Regions from separate parts of the Mus musculus genome. Here region 1 is linked to region 2. Evidence: chromatin contacts called from public Hi-C data. All regions are on one chromosome and are shown on one strand. The core of a region is the stretch at or near the end of the contact, and the rest is flanking DNA. Distances in the headings are between cores, read along the strand shown. Region 1 overlaps Dnah6 (dynein, axonemal, heavy chain 6). Region 2 overlaps Dnah6 (dynein, axonemal, heavy chain 6).

Region 1 (5,834 bases), core at 1,446-3,945, 130 kb before region 2:
GTAGGAAGCTGTAGGTGGGCCTATAGTACTTGTTCAGATGAGTTATCCTTAAACGGGCCCTTGGAATTGCAAATACCTTGAGCTCAAGGACTCATGCGTCTGCCTGTGTCCTGGCCTCTTCTCCCTGAAGGTCCTACTTGATGATAGCACCATCAACATTGCAACCATTGCCTCATCCCGGTATGTGGGTCCCCTGAAGTCTCGAGTGGATGACTGGCAGAAACAGCTTTCCTTATTTAATCAAACACTGGTAAGTAGGGGCAGTTTCAGCTCCTGGACTCTGATTTGGAGAGCCACAAAGCCTTCGGAAATACTGATTCTGTGGGGCGAGGGACGCAGCTCAGAGGTAGAAGGATTGACCAACATGTACAAAGTTCTGGGTTTGCTCCACAACACCATTATATGTGTGCATATATGTATGTGTGTGAATGCACACACACACATATTGTTGTTTTAATATATAATTCAGAAGTATAGGATTTAATTGTTGACATTATGTTCAGAATGAGAAGAAAGCACACATGTATTTGGCTGTTTACATCATACTGTCACTTTTATCATCATTGGTAAATTATTTTGATAGGCGAAAAAATATCACAAAATTAGAGTTATACATTTGTTAGCAACATAATTATTAGTTAGGTACAATACATCTGGAGTCCCATAGTTGTGTGGGTTAGGAAGTGATCCTGGCTTGTACTGGGTTCCTCTGCTCAGGGAATCCCATAGCTGTGCTATTCCTAAGATATGGCAATCTGGATAACTCCTCACTAAGACTCTCTCCCTGGGTGGTCCTAGGCTGGGCTTGTATGTGTTTAGGAGTCATCATGAACCTGTAGCCCACCTGCCTTTCAAACTTCTGCAGGAGATCATCTTGCCTCCCAACAGAATGCTTCCTCTACACATTTAATCATGAGTCATGGGACCCCTCTGGCTTTCCACACAGCTGACTCGTAATCATCTTCAGTGGAAAGAGAGGGTGGATGGAGTCAGGCTGGACAGAATCTTGGGCTCTTTTAAGAAATTTTGTTTCGAAGAACTTATGGGGCCTCTCCCAAGGAAAAGATGTAGTAATTCCCAAAGCCACAATCTCCAGTCTAACCAGTGATTATCCAGTTGGAAGCTCCAGGTTGACAGTCCCATGTTTTTCTCCAGGAAGAGTGGCTGAACTGTCAGAGAAACTGGCTCTACCTAGAAAGCATCTTTAATGCCCCAGACATTCAGAGGCAGCTGCCTGCAGAAGCCAAGATGTTCCTTCAGGTGGATAAGTCATGGAAGGAAATCATGAGGAAGGTCAACCGGCTGCCTAACGCGCTCCGGGCTGCGACTCAGCCAGGTAGAAACCCCAAGGCAAACAAGTAGAACAGGGAGGCTCCCTGCTTGTCCGACATGTGCATCACCTCTAAAGATCTCACTGGCCAGTTTCGGCTTGTTCACTAGAACGAATTAAAAATATTACCACTTATGCACCTGGCAGTGGTGGACAGACACACCCTTGATCCCAGCACACAGGAGACAGAGGCAGACAGATCTTTGTATGACCAGCCTGATCTACAGAGCAAGTTCCAGGATAGCCAGGACTACACTATTATATATATATAATTTCCACTTGTTGCAATTCAAGTAACAGATCGAAATTGTTTTAAAGATTTTTTCCTAGCATATAGTAATTATACATAATGACGAGTTACACTATGGCACTTTCATGCATGCATGTCATGTATTTTATCATATTCATATTCAGCCCCACTGCCCTCTCTGGTCTTCATCCCACTTCTGCTGATCCCCCTCCAGTCCCCTCCCACTCCCATGTCTTTGTGTGTGTGAACCGACGAGTTCAGTGTTGTTTACAGGATAGCGGCTGTCTTGCTGGTGGCTGCACCACTGGAGATGTCATGTCCTCCCACAGCATCGGGGTTGGAATGTTTTAACAGTGTATACTCACTGAGGTTTACACTCTATACCAAAGCCTTGGACAGCTGGCTTGTCCTATGGCTAATGGCAGCGTGTGACTCTGATGGGCCATAGTCTCAGACACCGTCCCTGCCTCAAAAAGGCAACTTTGTGAGCTATGTTCATTGCCCAGAGATTCTTACAGAATTTATCAGTTGATAAATGGAAATAGTCTTTTGAAATAAAAAAGAATATGATTCCAAAATACATCTGGCCTTAAAGACTTCAAATAAATTAGTATACACCTGTAATAAATCTGATTCCAGCTGATGATAAAGCCATGGAAAATATTAAAGTAGAATAAGGGAGTGTCTATGGGCTAGTATGTGTGTGTGTATGTGTTTGCATGCATAAAAGCATGCATGTAGTGCCCACGTGTGTGTGTGTGTGTGTGTGTGTGTGTGTATGTATGTGTGCATGTGTAAATGTGTGTATGCATATATCTGTGCATGAATGTGCGTGTGTATGTATGTGTGTATGTGTGTATATGTGCATTCATGTCTGTATGCATACATATATTAAAATGGCTTTTGAGCAGAAACTTTCAGGAAAGAGTGAGTAAAAGTTTCTGTGGCTCAGAAGGAGAATTGTTGATGGCAGAGGGAAGAATAAAGAATGATGTGAGGTCCCTAAGATACACACATGCTTAGAAAGTTGCCAGATGGAGTCCCATCTGGGCTGGAGTGGAGTGCTTGGAGATTGAGTCTTGCTTAGGACACAAGGCTAAGACCAGTGTGTGTAAGTAGGTGGCTGGCCACTAGATGGCGCTGTTGACTATATAGGGTCTCAGAAGACACTGATCTGGGATTTGAGTCTTGGGCAGGTAGGAAAGCAGGCAATGTGATCAGTATCAAAGGTACAAAGATGAAGAGTCATGAAGGCCACTGCCTAAGGAGTTCCAGTTTAATAATGAAGAATAATAGCCATCACCACACCTAGCACTTAACCATGACAGAAAACATGCCAATAAGAAGCTGACAAGGAGGGGCTGGAGAAATGGGTTAGTGTTAAAAGCACTAACTGTTCTTCCAGAAGAATGGGGTTCAAATCCTAGCACCCACATGGCAGCTCACAACTGTCTATAACTCCAAGATCTGACACCTTCACACAGACACACATGCAGGCAAAACACCAATGCTCAGAAAATTTAAAGATAAATAAGTAAATTAGTTAACATTTTATAAAAGGAGAGTGGCAAAGAATAGGGATGTTCTAGACGCTGGCTCACGGCCCCCTAAAAGCAGAGGATGCCTGCCAAAATTATTTTAAATTAAAAGCACTGTTCTAGCGAGGTAAATATTAGAAGATTACAATCAACTAAGTGTAATAATTCTTGGGCTGGGAGATGGTTTAGCAGTTAAAGTAATGGCCACACAAGTAAGAAGGCTGGAGTTCAGGCCCCCAGAACCTGCTCAGATACAGGGTGATGGTTGTGGCTCACACGCCATCCATCCCTGGATGCATTATAAAACCTGAAGGCAGAGACAGGGAATACCCAGAGTGAGCTAAGTGAGTCAAGATGGGAACTCTGGGTTTGGCTGAGAGACCCTGCCTCAAAAAAAGGGTAAAGGAACCATCAAGGAAGAGTCTTCATATCAGTGCCAGGCCTTGACTACACAGACACGTGCATAACTGCAGACACACACCCACACACATATACATGTGCTCCTGCAAACATGTATACATACCACATACATGAAAAGAAGAATTTTTTTAAAAAAACTAAGCTTCTCTAACAGTACTCCCATTTTATTATTCACTATTCTACCAAACAAAACAAAGACTTTTAAAATGCTAATATCTTTTGCTTTCATTTGAAATCATATTCTCTATTTTAATACAATTTGGCCAACTTTTTTTTTTTTAATATAGGACTTCTGGAGACTTTTCAAAACAATAACGCATTACTTGACCAAATTCAGAAATGTCTGGAGGCATATTTAGAGTCAAAGAGAGTTATCTTCCCAAGGTAAGTTAAAAGACAACAACAGCAACCTGAGATGTCTTGTTGGGGAGCAGATCGAATGGGGATGCAGATCACACCCTCAGACAGCAGAGACCTGGACAGGAGAGGAGGATACCCATGCTCCCATCCCTGCAGACTTGCTTCAGACCTGTTGGGCAAATACTGAGCTTTGATAACACTCGGAGTGGAGGAGAGCAAAGTTGTCTCTCCTGGAGAGTACAGGGGACCCACAGAACATCACTTCCCACATCCTCAGCTCTGCAGCGTCTCCAGCCTTAACTCTTCTATTCCCTGTGTTTAGTGGGGGGTCCTGGAGTCTGCACCCCTCTCACCATGAGTCCCTGTGAAGCCTGGCAACTCACCTTGCAGTGTTGGCATGATTTGGAAATCTAGAGTTTCAGACAAACCCAGGACTGAAACAATTGCATTTTTAAGGCACACTTGCATCACGTGACCCTGAGTGTGGTCAGGTACAGACAAGCTCATTCTTTACCCATTTTGCTTAAAATGACACAGAAACACATAAAAGATGCCTTATTTCTAAGTATGGCCACGGTACGGTTGGAAATGGTATGTTTGCAGAATCATATTCTGTCACTTTTAAGGGCCCAGCAACTATCTTCAATGGTTAGTGTGCCCATCTGCCCATCAACTCTTCAATGGTTAGTGTGGCTCAAGGCCTAGGAAGACCAGCAGGCAAACCATTGTAACAAGACCCACTGTTATTGATAATTCTTGGAAAAATCCTTTCTGTTGTAGCTACTGGGCCTAGGTGTTTGAGATACATCATTAAAAACCTTTACAAGAACTTCTTTAGGGATACGTGGCCTGCTCCTGATCCCCAAACAAGTGTGATTAGAGGCCCGGGGCGTCCTCCTGGCAGCACCTCGTCTCTTACGGCTACCCAAGGCTGGGCATCGGTCAAGTCAGGCTTCATGTTAAAGTGCCTTTACCTTGGCAGGTTTTACTTCTTGTCAAATGATGAGCTCCTGGAGATTTTGGCCCAGACACGCAATCCGCAAGCCGTGCAGCCTCACCTAAGGAAATGCTTCGACTCCATTTCAAAGCTCGAGTTTGCCCTCATGCCTCCTACAGAAGGGAAAATACCCGGCATGGATACTGAGCCAGAAAAGGTCTTCACCAACGACATCTTGGCAATGCTGTCACCTGAGGGGGAACGGGTAAGGTGCTTTAGATTAATAGTTCCCTGTAGATGAACATGATTACATGTCTGGGACCCGGGGTACAGGTCTCTCATTCTCACCCTGCGCTTGCCAGAGACTCTGCTAGCCCAGCAGTTTTGAGGATAGCTGAGATAAAACTCTCACCCTCAAGGAGCCGGAAATCTAATGGAGAAATTGTCCAGCGACTAGAAGTCACCATGATAATTGCAATGGATGGTCTGTTTGGGGAGTGAACTGGCAAGAAGCAATCAAGGATTAGCCAGCTTTGCAAAGAGGAACAGTGGCTGGCCAAGCGTGCCAGGCCTTTGCCAGGATACCCGGATCAAAATTCATCATCCTCTAATGGCTTCCACAAAATGGAATCACTAGCAGGGTGACAGGGACCTTCAGTTGTATGTAAATGACTTAATGAGCTCTGCGTGAGAGTTTGTTACTTCATCTCCTCTAGAGCTGTGTAGCGCCAGCCTATGGAGAACACCCACTGAGACAATCAAGTATAGGCAGACTGAAGAGCACAGAGGACACACACACGTATACACACATACATACATACATATTTACGTAGACACATAGATGCACACATGCATGCATGTATCATTGCTGGTGCTGAAGGGAAAAAATAAGAGAATTAAGGATAGAACATTGAGAAAACATGAAAATTCAAAGGCAGGTGAGAAAGGTGGTTAGGGGAATCCCAAACAAGCAGATATCCGAGTTATTAGAAATCAAGA
Region 2 (6,732 bases), core at 3,178-5,677:
TTGGTTTTTGTTTGTTTGGTTTTAGTTTGGGATTTGTTGGTGCTTTTTGTTTGAGTTTTTTTGGTTTTTTGGTTTTGTTTTGGTTTTGTCTGGTTAGCTGTTTTGTTGGTTAGTTGGTTGGTCAGTTTTTGTTTTATTTTGAGGGGAGAGTTGTTTTTGTTTTGTTTGAGACAGGATCTCAACTATCTAGCCCTGGCTAGCCCTGGCTAGCCTGGAACTCCCTATGGAGATCCTGGCCTTGGCCTGGTCCATCCTTGGCCTTGAACTTACAGAGATCTGCCTGACTCCATCTCCCAAGTGCCACCATGCCTAACTTGTTTTATAGTTTTATAGGTGTGTGTGTGTGTGTGTGTGTGTGTGTGTGTTTTCGTGCGCGCACGCGCGCAAGTGCTCAGATGCCTGTGGAGGTCAGAAGAAGGTGTTGGATTCCCTTAGTGCTGAATTTATAAGTGCTTGTGAGCTGCCTGATGTGGACTCTGGGAGCTGAACTTGGATCTCTGCAAGAGTAACAAGTGCTCTTAACTGCTGAGCCATCTCTGCACCTCCTTTGCCCTCTTCTTAATCATGACATGAGCTCATTCATCCCTTGGGCCCTTCACCACCCCTGCCTCCAACATGATTCAGGCTTCTGTGCTCTGTGAACTAATTCCATGTAGACTGTTAATAGCTTGGCTTTCTTTTTCCACTTTTCCCTTACATTTATTTATTTACTTATTTTTTATCGTTTGTTTGTTTGTTTGTTTGGAGGAAAGGCATGCAAAACAGATGTGGAGGTTAGAAGACAACTTGCTGGAGTTGGCTCTCTCCTCCCATGATGTAGGTTCCGGGGAATCAAACGCAGGTCATCAGGCTTGGCAGCAAGTGCCTTGTCATACCACCAGCCCTGATGGGTCTCTACAGAGAGAAAGCTCTCTGATGAGCCACAACCTGGGTTGACAGGGGGGGGACATACTGCAACGTGCTTTGACGGGCCCACCTTTTCATATCTCCAGGGACCCTCCAGAACCACGCTAGAAAATATAATTTGCCTATAGACGAGCTGAGTTTCAAGTATAACATGATCCCAGTCTACCGAGACCAAGCTGCAGTGATAGAATCAGCCAAGGACATTCAATTTGGAACAGAACTGCCCATGGACAAGGAGGTATTGTCTACCCGACTCCATGGCACAGAAGCACCTATCCCACTGTCACTGGATCGTTCGGCCAGCCTCCCCTGGCCCACCACTGCCATTTGCAGGAATGGGAGGAGGGGGTGGGTCTCATTCCCCAAGGCCAGCTCCTCGGCAGGGACTGAATGGGAACTTGGCAAACACAGTCCAATTTATGGAAATATTTTTTCTGCCTAGAGCTATATGATTTAGATTCAGATAGCAGCAGTTACCATCCTACAGAGGCAATATCACAAGACACGGAGGGCAAGATTTCTGGAATAAAATAACCTTGAGTTTGAATCCTGCCTGGTTCTACCTGTCACCTGGCATGTGTGCTGAAACAATTAGCTCATGAATCTGAACTTAGGTGTTCTCATCTGCAGTGGGCTAATGACAGGTCTCTCAGAACGGAGTGGCACATGCCATAGAGCCAACACAGAGTTCACTCACAAAAACCCACTGTAATATTATGGACCAAATCTGTCTCTAGCAGTTACACAGCCCCCCTCCTGGCAGAACTGAAACGCTAGCTGCATACCTCTTCCTTCTATAACCACAGTAAATAAGTAATAGGTATCTGCTAGAGAGGCGGTCCTGATGGCTTTTGCACTCTTCAAATAGTATTGCAGACATACAATTTGTCTTCTAGAAGGGAGCCCAGATTCTGAGAAAAACAGGGGGTCATTCCAGCCTTTGCCTCACTCTGCTTCTCAAGAGGAAGAGAAAAGTCCTTACTCATAATGTTAGGTGGTCTAAAGTAGCCATAATTGGTTTTTCCAGTGGGTAGCTCCAACTCTGCATCCTGGTGGGGTATGGACAGTATCAACTTCAGTACCAAACTGAGCATGAGGGTAGCCCATCCCTCAAATCTTTAGGGTACCCTTCTCTAATAAGGTACTGGTCTTTAGAGGTACTTGTTGAAAAGGTGGGACACGGGCAATACCTCAAACTGTTAATCTCTTCTCCTCTGCTCACCTCTAAACTTCTGAGTTTCTTTCAGTTGCCCTCTCCTGAAGATGGGGTTCTTGTTCATGGAATGTTCATGGATGCTTCTCGGTGGGATGATAAAGACATGGTCATAGAAGACGCATTGCCAGGACAGATGAACCCCATGCTGCCTGTAGTTCACTTTGAACCAAAACAAAACTATGAGCCAGTCCACACACTCTACCACTCCCCACTCTACAAAACAGGAGCCCGGGCAGGAACACTTTCAACCACAGGTGAGCGTGTTCTTAAGATCTGTCCGTGGGGCTGGAGAGATGGTCCAGCAGTTAAGAGCACTACTTGAGGCTCTTATACAGCACCCAGGTTTGATTCTCAGCACCCACAACGTGGCTTACAACCATCAGTAACTCCAGTTCCGGAGGATCCAGTGCCCTCTTCTGTATACCAATGGTACTGCACACGTGTAGGGTACAGGCAGACAAGCAGGCAAAACACCCACATACATAAAAATAAATGAATACTTTCTAATTGTACACATAATAACTAAATAAAAACTTCAATCAAAACCCAAATGTTGCTGGGCAAGGTGGCACACACCTTTAACCCCAGCAGAGGCAGGCAGACCTCCGTAAATTCAAGGCCAGTCTGGTCTATCATAGAAAAGCGGTTTTAAAATGAACTAAGTGGAAAAAGCTGGGTTCCAAAACTCCGAGTGGGCCTGGGCTGCAGTCCTACAAAATGGAAGCGGAGAGAAAGAAAACATATGACATGAGATGTGAGCCGGGGCGAGGGCTCAGTGGTAAAGGCTCTCGTCACCAAGCCTAACAACCTGAGTCTGGTCCCCAAGGCCCACATGATGCTAAGAGAGAATGGAACATTTTACAGTGGCCTGGACCTCCATCAGGAAGCGGGTGAGCATCTGATTGACTTTTTAGGATGTGGCAATTATTAAAACCATTCCATTAGGGGTTGGTTAAGCATTTTAAAAATTGGTTATTAAGCTTCAAGTGTCTACCAATGATTTAATATAAAATTTTATTTTTATGTAATAGTGTACATTTTATTTTATGTAATAGTATACATGTGAGTAAATGTAGTAGCGTCTTTTGGCCAGAAGAGGGCGTTTAAACCTGAGCGTGAGCTCATCCCTGTGCCTAAACCTTCTTCCTTCACAAAGATAGGAGATTCTGGGACTCCTAGTGGAACCAACCTGTTTGTGTCAACAAATATATTGTAGTGAGTGGCAAAGAGGCAGATTTATAGTTACAATTTTAATTTATTGTTAAAAGTGATTTAGGACACACATCATTGCTGTGGAGTGTGGCCCTTATTTAAACTCTGAATCTAAGTAACTGTCAAGTACCAATATAACATATACATATATATATGTGTGTATATATATATATATATGTGTATATATATATGTGTGTATATATATATGTGTGTATATATATATGTGTGTGTGTGTATATATATGCATATATATACATACAGTGTGTGTGTATAATGAGTTTATACATGTATGTATGCACACTAGAAAAATTTGAACAGCTCTTAGAAAGTAATATTTTAGCTATGATATTTGTGCCTTTAATAGTCAGGATTTAGAGACACATACCAAAATAGATGCAGCAAAAGTTTTTACGTAATATTTCTTCAAAATAATCTACAAGGCATGTGAAGTGTGTATCATGAGATGGATAAGGAAGGACCATTTATGCTTTAATTTTTTTTTCCACAAAAAAAGAAAAGCTAAGCATGATCAAACATGAACAGTGAACCCAGCTAACCTCTGAGAGCGCTCTAACAATTTCTCAGTCTGGTTTAGAACAACACAATAGTACTGTTTTCAAGGCAAGCTGAATTAAAGGCGGTCCAAGTCTCTTGTTAACTGTAGCAGCATGAAGAAGGACGAAAGCAGGTTCCCATTGTGATGAACACCTGAATTATTCTCAGATGTAAAACATGTTTCCTCACTAAGGGGTCCCCATCCACCCCCAGAGTAAGTTCAGCTAAGCCCCTGCGGTGCAGGCCCTGGTCCTGCCTGCAGACAGCAGCTTTGGTGAGCAGGTTCTGTAGTTCTAAAGCCCATTAAATCCCTTCTGTGGGAACACAGCCTTTATTTCTGCATCCTTTTCTTTCTCATTCATCCATCCATCTGTTTTGAGCCGGTCTCACTATCACTACGTAGCCCTGGCAGTTTGGAACCTGCCACGTAGTCCAAGCTGGGCCTCCAGCTCATAGAGATCCACATGTCTATGCCTGCCCAGCACTGTCCTTAACCTTCCAGTCACGCTCCATCCCTCTGTAGTAAGCAGCCAGCCTTTGCTTTCTTGAACGGCAGTCCACTACACAGCATGTGTGTCATGGCCATCCTGTTTGTCAGAAGCACAAGACCTCTGACATCAGCCCTCCAGGATGTCGGCGTAGGGCACGTGACATGAGACACACACACATGTCTGTCCCAATCATCTACCCCTTGGAGGTGCTTCTTGTCTAACTGTGAGCCAAGCAGATTGGACAGTAAATCCCTTAGTAGGGCGCCGGGAGGTTGAGTGGGAGGGGATTTTGGAAGGCAGCTACACTCATTTCTGGCCAACAGGGAATTGATTCTGCTTAAACCCAGTCAGTGGATGCAGGGGTTTAGTTGTATCCTGAGTCTTCCTCCAGACCCAGGGAAGGCCTCACATACTCCAGGCACTGATTGCCTGCATTGGGCCGGCACCCATAGAAGCATGGAGACAAATTTCTGGACTGCATAAAACCAGTAAATACACAGGGAAGGTGTCTAGAGCGGCTTGCCATGCTGTGGCACTGGAAAGCCAGGAATCCAATGGGCCAGAAAGGTGAAAAGGTAGAGGCACCCTCTGCTGGGTCCGAGGCTGCCTTCCCTGATGTCCATTCCACACCGATGGAATCTGAGAGAGTGGTGCAGAAGGAGCCATCGCCATCCGAGGGCACCATCTTCTTCTCAGTGGCCCCGTAGACAGCCACAGAAGGGAAAGAACTCCTGAAGAGTGACTTGCTGCACAGAACGGTTACACACTGAAGACAAAATGCCTGTCCCCGTACCTGTTCATCCCAGGAGCCCAAGAGTTTTCCAGTGTAGGATGGAGTGAAGGAAGGGCAGATAAATAGACGACCACATGTATAGATGCCCTACCTACCATTAGAAACCCCTAAGTCAGGCCTGAATCTCAGCCCAATGCTCCTAGGTTCAACCTACAGAAAACCTGAAACATACTCAGGAAGATATAAGCTCTAAGCCAGAGAGGCCTCAAAGCACCATGTATTCCAAAATCTCCTTTCTTATCGCCCAAAACTAGAACCTTCAGAGGGCTGTGCCCAGCATCTTCAGGTTCAGCCAGGTCTGGAGCTAGAGCCTCTTGACTCTCAGTAATCTTATCTCCGTGAATCCAGAGGTTACTGTTTAAATAACATCTCTTCTTTCCCACCCTGCCCACCCCCACCACCCCACCCCCACCACCACCCCCACCCTCCCACCACCCCACCACCACCCCCATATCATTTCTCAGGCCATTCAACCAACTTTGTGGTGACTGTCCTCTTACCCTCCAAGAGGATCAGTGATTACTGGATCTCCAAGGGGTCAGCGTTGCTCTGCCAGCTGAGTGAGTAAGTGGGAGCCTCGCCGATCCAGAAGTCTTCCCTGATGAGGAGGAAGTGACCTCTGAGTCGACTTAAGGATGGCAGCTGTGGCTGTTATTTCTCCCATGACCTAAAATAAAGTCGTTTTGAGTTATTTCTGTTGGAAACCCCGGCTGTGATGTGGAGGCTCCTGATTCACACACCCCTATTACCTCGAACCCCCAACTCTATGTGAAAGCCGGGCTAGACTGCTTCTCTCCAGTGTGTCGTTGAAGGCCTGGGGAGAGCCAGCGTTGGCCCCTCATTCACACAGGATCCCTTCCTGGTCACACTTGTAGGAGAGGCCCACAGTCCACATTAGGCACATGGCCCTGATACTCCTGTTTCTAGACCTAATTAAGGATCTCAAAAACCCAGCACCACCAACAGCAACAACCTTTAGATATTGTAACATGACATTGTCACACACAAAGCTCACCCTTGAGAGAGCTGTGCAACTGAGTTACCATGAAACCATGAAAAGAAAGTCTTGCTAGTGTACAAGTGTGTATGGCGTTTGTGTGTCCATGTATGTGTGTGTGAATGTGGGCCCATGCATGCCACCATGGTACACACGTAAAAATCAGAGGGCAATCTTCACCCTCCACTTTGAGAAGGGTCTCTCTCTTGCTTGCTGCTACGTATGCCAACATAGCTGTCCACTGAGCTTCTGGCAATTCTTCTGTCTCTGCCTTTCATGTCCTAGAAAGAGTGCATTGGGGTTTCAGACATGCCACGATGTCTGACTTTTAATATTGGTTCTGGAGGATTCAGAACCATGAGGCTTCTGTGGCCAACCCATGGAACCATCCCTCTGCCCATCACAATTTTTTTAAGTAAGCTTATGATTTTGTGTTGGGAAACATGCACAGCTCTCAGTCACATGCAGCACACACGCCACTGATTGAACATGCCAGACAGACTGCCCGTGGCACGAGTTCCCACTCTAGGGGGCTCCTTGATAGAGGAGCTAGCGAGAAGGC

The links. A called contact is a pair of places that touch in the nucleus more often than the background predicts.
Region 1: a Hi-C map of bone marrow-derived macrophages shows a contact between it and region 2, with 3 times the contacts expected there. The contact joins two enhancer-like sites. A contact is called at or near these places in 3 of 15 datasets of contacts at CTCF or cohesin (the NIH/3T3 cell line and embryonic stem cells), 77 of 484 Hi-C or Micro-C datasets (the AML12 cell line, B cells, the C2C12 cell line and 41 more), 4 of 115 datasets of contacts at active chromatin or transcription factors (bone marrow-derived dendritic cells, embryonic stem cells and extraembryonic endoderm stem cells) and 3 of 9 other capture datasets (adipose tissue, embryonic stem cells and liver).

Annotation. Positions count from the first base shown.
Region 1 is chr6:73,150,757-73,156,590 of GRCm38.p6, reverse strand. It overlaps Dnah6 (dynein, axonemal, heavy chain 6), which reads left to right. Exons shown (of 77, transcript NM_001164669.1): 21 at 131-250; 22 at 1,156-1,336; 23 at 3,826-3,922; 24 at 4,881-5,100. Among named protein-coding and RNA genes, the nearest start is that of Gm24533, 12 kb to the right of the region's middle. Within about 2 kb of position 2,695, at least 5 of the 459 cell types and tissues checked have an H3K27ac peak or open chromatin away from gene starts, as enhancers often do. A contact at or near this core is called in bone marrow-derived macrophages, where this site is marked.
Region 2 is chr6:73,016,751-73,023,482 of GRCm38.p6, reverse strand. It overlaps Dnah6 (dynein, axonemal, heavy chain 6), which reads left to right. Exons shown (of 77, transcript NM_001164669.1): 75 at 993-1,144; 76 at 2,154-2,376; 77 at 5,638-5,877. The coding sequence ends at 5,741. Gm20560 (a long non-coding RNA gene) reads right to left here. Exons shown (of 4, transcript XR_001785283.2): 2 at 5,674-5,840. Among named protein-coding and RNA genes, the nearest start is that of Gm20560, 8.2 kb to the right of the region's middle. Within about 2 kb of position 4,427, at least 5 of the 459 cell types and tissues checked have an H3K27ac peak or open chromatin away from gene starts, as enhancers often do. A contact at or near this core is called in bone marrow-derived macrophages, where this site is marked.